Regions from separate parts of the Anser cygnoides genome. Here region 2 is linked to region 1. Evidence: chromatin contacts called from public Hi-C data. All regions are on one chromosome and are shown on one strand. Each heading gives the region's core, a stretch centred on a gene start, on an enhancer-like site or on the middle of the called end of the contact. The rest is flanking DNA. Distances are from core to core; before and after follow the strand shown.

Evidence for each region. Hi-C and Micro-C count contacts between places; a contact is called where the count stands out from the background.
Region 2: a contact with region 1 is called in a Hi-C map of liver, with 1.8 times the contacts expected there. The contact joins the enhancer-like site here to the promoter of SUV39H2 in region 1. A contact is called at or near these places in 2 of 7 Hi-C or Micro-C datasets (both in liver).

Annotation. Positions count from the first base shown.
Region 1 is chr1:7,931,163-7,933,896 of Taihu_goose_T2T_genome, forward strand. SUV39H2 (SUV39H2 histone lysine methyltransferase) reads left to right here and starts at 1,384. Exons shown (of 6, transcript XM_066980110.1): 1 at 1,384-1,507; 2 at 2,510-2,655. The coding sequence starts at 1,393.
Region 2 is chr1:7,987,246-7,989,979 of Taihu_goose_T2T_genome, forward strand. DMTF1 (cyclin D binding myb like transcription factor 1) reads right to left here. Exons shown (of 18, transcript XM_048062559.2): 17 at 1,191-1,338; 18 at 1-387. The coding sequence ends at 278. Among named protein-coding and RNA genes, the nearest start is that of TMEM243, 10 kb to the left of the region's middle. Within about 2 kb of position 1,341, at least 2 of the 3 cell types and tissues checked have open chromatin away from gene starts, as enhancers often do. A contact at or near this core is called in liver, where this site is marked.

The DNA of each region.
Region 1 (2,734 bases), core at 134-2,633:
GTATATATTTGGCTATAATCTGATGTCTTGTGGTGTGTTTTTGTTTTTTTAATTTAGGTGGGGAAGTAATAGAAAGTGGAACGGGCAACTATAGTTCCAGGATTTGAGGGTCTTGGTCTTGCATACAGTTGAGGAAAGCAGCAGTTCAGCCCTTAAGTAGGGCCAGATGTTATTTTGTCAGATATTCAGAGTGACCCAGTAGTACCTCAAAGGCATAAACCAAAACTAGAGAGAGGGATGCCAATCTGGATTTTTAAGAGACTTGGACTCAGTTACTACTTTCTGACAGATTTCCCAAGTTTGTCTTGAGCTCCACAGTTACCTGTTGCATTTACCTCAGTTACCTACACCCATTTTAGTATCCTTTTTACTTTACAAAAGCAATGTATCCTATGTACATATAAATCTTACTGCATTTCAAACATAAGCATTTGACTTGAATTTGTAATACTTGGAAAATTTTGCCTCACCTACTACTGGCTCTTTGGTCTCCTGAAGGTAAGTGAATAAATAGTTCATCAGTTCCTGTCTGGAAGCTTTTAAAAGGAGTCTTGGAAAACCCAAAGTCTTACTTGGTGTGGGCAGTGGAGTCCCTTAGCCCCATACTGTTGCACCTTAACATCAGCTTAGAAGAAATCCTTGTGGAAAGGCTGGAGTTCTAGCTAGTGGCTGGACATCTCTGAGGGGTGTGTATTTTGTGCACAGCAGTACCAATTGCTGGGGTTTGGGGCTGACTTGAACAGCAGACCTCATTTCTGGGAAGTGTATTGTGAGAGAATATATTTTTGGTTCAAAGTGCCTGAACTATTCCCTTTTTGACTCTGGAGGTCAGTATCCGACAGAGCACTAGTGAGGGGCCTCAGGGCCTCCCGTTGCCTCTGCCCCACGTGTGGATGCTGAGAGTGAACAAAGAGAAGGAGCCTGGGCCTTCCTTCACCTGGCACACAATAAAAAGATGGGGTCTGTAAAAGCCACTTCAGCATATGCTTTAGGTTTAAAACTTCATGTAAGATCTGTAAAAGCTGCTTTAACATACAGTTTAGGTTTAAAGCTTGGTGTGAGAGTTTTATTATTAGTAGGGAGAGTCTTGCTATACTTTCTTGATGGGGGTTAATTTTCCGTATAGCTGCTGCTTTTGTGGGTTTGTTTCTGTGGAGGAGTCCTGAAGAGTGTGGGAGGGAGAGAGTGTCTTGGGGGGGGGGGGGGGGGGGAGAAGTGTACCTTAAAGCAGGGTGAAAAACGCTTTATTCCTAATTTTTTAACGTAGTCAGAGAACCTTGAACCCTTGCCCTCACCCCCACCCCCTAACCCTCTCCTTTCTCCCTTCACACCCCCCAAAAAACGTGACGGGGGGTGTGGGGGGGAGAACGGGGCCGCCTCTGAGGCGCCGCCATGGCCCCGCCCCGTGCTGCACGGAGTGTGGGGGGGGGGGGAGGGCGGAGCATGGCGGGCCCCAACCCGCGCCTGGCGCCTGCGGCCCCCTCCAAGATGGAGGGCTGGCCAGGAGGTGAGGCCGCCGGACACCGAGCCCCTCGCTTCCCCTCCGCCTCGCTGAGGGGTGAGGAGGAGGAGGAGGAGGAAGGTTCCGGGCTGAGGGAACCGCCGCCGAGCCCTCCCACCCCCTCCCGTAGCAGGAGCGTTGCAGCCGGGCTCGGCGGTGTGGTGGTGGTGGGGGGGGGGGGGGGGGTTGGGGAGGTTTTTTTTGGGGTCGTGGGAGGGAGGCTGGAGGTTGGAGGCCTCGCCAGCGGCCGAGGAGGGCTGAGCACGGTGCTGTGGGGGGGGGGGGGGGGGGTGCCTGAGGTAAATGTGAGGGAGAGGGGTTGGGGCTGCTGTAGGGGGGCTGGGGGAAAGGCAGCCGCCCCCCTTCCCTCCCCTTTTTCCTCCTCATCCTCTTCATCCTCCTCATTCTCCTCATCCTCCTCTTCCTCCCCCAGCCCCTCACCGACTTCCCGAACTTCCCTTCCCCCCCCCCCCTTGCCCCTTCAGCCCCCAGCAGCCTCCCTCCAGCCCTGCGATCCTTCTGGAAGAGCCTCGGGGCCGTGACTCCGTCGGTCACCGTGGTCCCGTCACAGGGGCCGGGCTCCCCTCCGCGCCCCTCACGAGCTGCAGGGCTGCGGCGGTCCCCTCGGAGGTCCCGTTGAAGAAGGGAGGCTCGCTCGGAGCTGTGCCTCTCGTTACGGGATGCTTTCGCCGTAGGGAAACGCTCTCCCTTGGTCTTAAGGCGCTTTCTGCCCCTGGAAGGGTGTTGCGGCAGCGCCTGCCCTCCAGAGCGTTGGTTGTTCCGTGTAAGTATGCGGCCAGGCACGCCGAGCCGAGGTTCAGGGAGGGAATCGTCGCCGTGCTTCTGCTCTGAGCCTTAGGGTGAAGTTGGAGAGACGCCGTAGGTGTGCGAGAGGCTGCTGGCACAGGTGGTACCGCGGGGACTTTGGGTTGAGGCACGTGGAGTGCATAACGGTTTCAACTCAGCCGAGACATTAAATAGGATTCTTTACCGATTTTCTTATTGTAGCCTGGTATGTGCCATGTCTAGCTTCACTTGAGACCCTCCAAGAATTATGTAGGAAGGAAAATCTCAGATGTAAATCCATTGGAATCACCAACAGGAGTCTAAAGAGTTATGAGGTGGAATATTTGTGTGACTACAAGGTAGAAGAGGTAAGAGAAACACAGACCGATTTGATCACTCTTTCAGCTGAAATTTGGAAGCGAGACAAAGGTAGTTTTGTTCATAATA
Region 2 (2,734 bases), core at 91-2,590, 56 kb after region 1:
TGGATCCTAGCAATGAGCAATCCAACAGGGCTTCTTTCAAACACTGAAACACCCTGGCTGAAACGTCGCACATCAGGCTTCGGTTGGCTGCTCTGTAACCCTTCACAAATGAGGTAAAATAGCCTGAGCAGGAAAAGTGCACTGTAGTCATCTCAAACTGTAAGGTTCTGTTTAAAGACATGGACTGACTGCTTTCTTTGGAAACGTGGCACAGGGTTGCAACTGATTTCACAACGCGAACGTGGTCGATACAAAATGGACGCGACTGCTGCTTCTCTCAGTGACAGCTCACTAAATCTTCAACATCCTTTGAATCTTCCGAGTCAGGACTGCCCAGTGATGAGCCAATGATGTGTGACCCATCTCCGTGATGCTGTAGGATAGGATCTGTCAGGAGATGCCGTACATTAGAACTCATTATTTACTGGTCCATTATAACATGATATATAAAACACACGAGACAAAATGCAGTCTGAGCTTTGAAACAATTTTAAGGAATGTTACTCCATTAAACTAGTCAGTTTTCAAGTTCAGTTTTCAAGGGGAGCCACGACTAACCTGGATGCAACCAGTGTGACTCATGTTTGGATTCCCCAGGTATTACTGTATCAGGCCCAAGGCTGATCCTCAGATGGCTCTGCAAGTATATCCTTCCTCCAGAAAGGAGGATTTGTTAGATGCAGCACTGGGAGAACGCATCTATGCTGCTTCCAAGCCTAAGATGACTCTTGGCATGGGGAAGCGTGGCAAAGCTAGCAAGCCCCTCCAGGTGAGTGCTGTGCAAACACCCCAAAGCGCCCAGCCCCTCACCATGAGAGCTTATCGAGTGGTTAACTGCGTTTCTGATGCCTCTGTTTTTCTCCCAAATGAGAAACCAATTTCATTCCAGCACAGGTATGAAGAAACACGCACTAAACAGAGTTACTCATTAGCCTGTGTGTACTAATTCAAGGCTCAAGGGCAATGGGAACAGCTCAGTTAAGTCATGAAGCAGCTGCTGTTCGGCTTTTCCCACGAGGTTGAGATTTTCTTCAACTTCTACTGAAGTAAGTGGGGTAATCAACGTGGTTAAAGATTCACAGCAATAATTTGGAAAATAATTCAAGAGAAAGCAAGGATCATTGTTTAAAAGAACTCAAAAGTGCTATACTGATTTGGCAAACGCTAGCTCCAGCATCAAATATACATACCTGTTAGAGTTGTTAGGGGCAACACCGATTCACTGTCTATATCATCTGATGTCTGGATAAAACCATGGGAGGAAGGAACAATTAGCACAGTTTCATCATCTATCGTAGGCTGGTCAACTTGTTCTTCTATCGTTGGAGAACCCAGGTCCTGCACGACACGGAAGGACAGGACATGAGAGTGCATTTTTGGTAGCAAGAACAGAAAAACCTGCTTTGGCCAGCAATACTTCATAATAAGTAGACTGCCTGGATGAATTTTATCTCATTAGATTGAAATGTCAACATCTGAGCTAATTACTTCACATAAGATACATTTCATCCTAGAGTGGGCACCTAAAATGAGGTAAGAGGAATTCCACCCTGTGAACAGTACAGGACATGGGGAGAGGAAATGAGAGATTGCATGGTGGTGATAAAATGTTCCTCTGTAAGTCAAATATTCTGTCTATAAACAGGAATAATCTTTTCCACTACCTGCTGCCTAGATGTTCTGAGACTGAAGCAATACCTTTACAGTTTCCCAGCTCCACAAATGTGATAATTTTACCTGAACTTAATAACTTAGTTTCACAACTCCTGCTTCTGTGACACGTTTTTACAGCTCAGAAGACCAATTTTAATTGCTGTGCCTCGTCCTGTAACTTGCTGGCAGTAGGGTGGCTCCAAATTTTCTTGGACAAACCTCATTACATCAAAAAATTAGCAACATACCGATTCCTTCCAGGCACAAGTTGTCAATATCCCTGCCCTCTTCTAAATCCCACAGCTGCTGCCTATTCCCTGGCTCTTGTAGTGCTAGCACTGAAAAGGAAGTAATAAACCTGGCTTACTCAGTGCCACAGCACACTCAGGTGGGCTCCTGGTTCTGCACACGCAGTGAAAAGACATCCTGGTTAACACTGCCAGAATAACCACAGATATTTGGATCTTGTGTTTAACATGTGTAAGGTTCGTTCAAGCTTCAGGAATTACTGATGCAGAATGATAGCAAATGTAGCTATCGGTGTGAAGGTACAGGGATTTATCCCTCTTTTCAGAGTGGGCAAGAAATGTTTGAGAGAGGTAACACCCCCACTCCGTTCAAGAAAATCTTGAAGTTTCAGTTAGTTTTAGGAAAACTTGTTTCCCTACATAGTTTCCACAATGTTTTTGCAAAGGCAGCTTGCAGAAAACCCTTTCCCTGGTGCAGCTGAAGAGGAGCTGACTACCTGTGCTGCAGCTTAGCGATTTAAACTCACTCCAAACGTGTACCCGTTCATGCAAGGCACAGTATGCCTGACCTGCAACAGCAGCTTTGTGCAGAGAACACAGCTGAACCTGCCCACAATAAGCAGCATGGCTTAGAACTGAGAAAAGGAGGTGTGAAAAAACTGAACACGCCATTGTGACAAATGGGCACCCCTCCCAGTCAGAAATAACAAAACCCTGCAGCACAGCTGCTTACTTCCCACCACCCATACCCACACTGACAATATAATACTTGCAAGTGCATAAAAATAACACTGGCTTAGAGAAAGCAATGTTTAGGCACGTCTTTCTAGAGT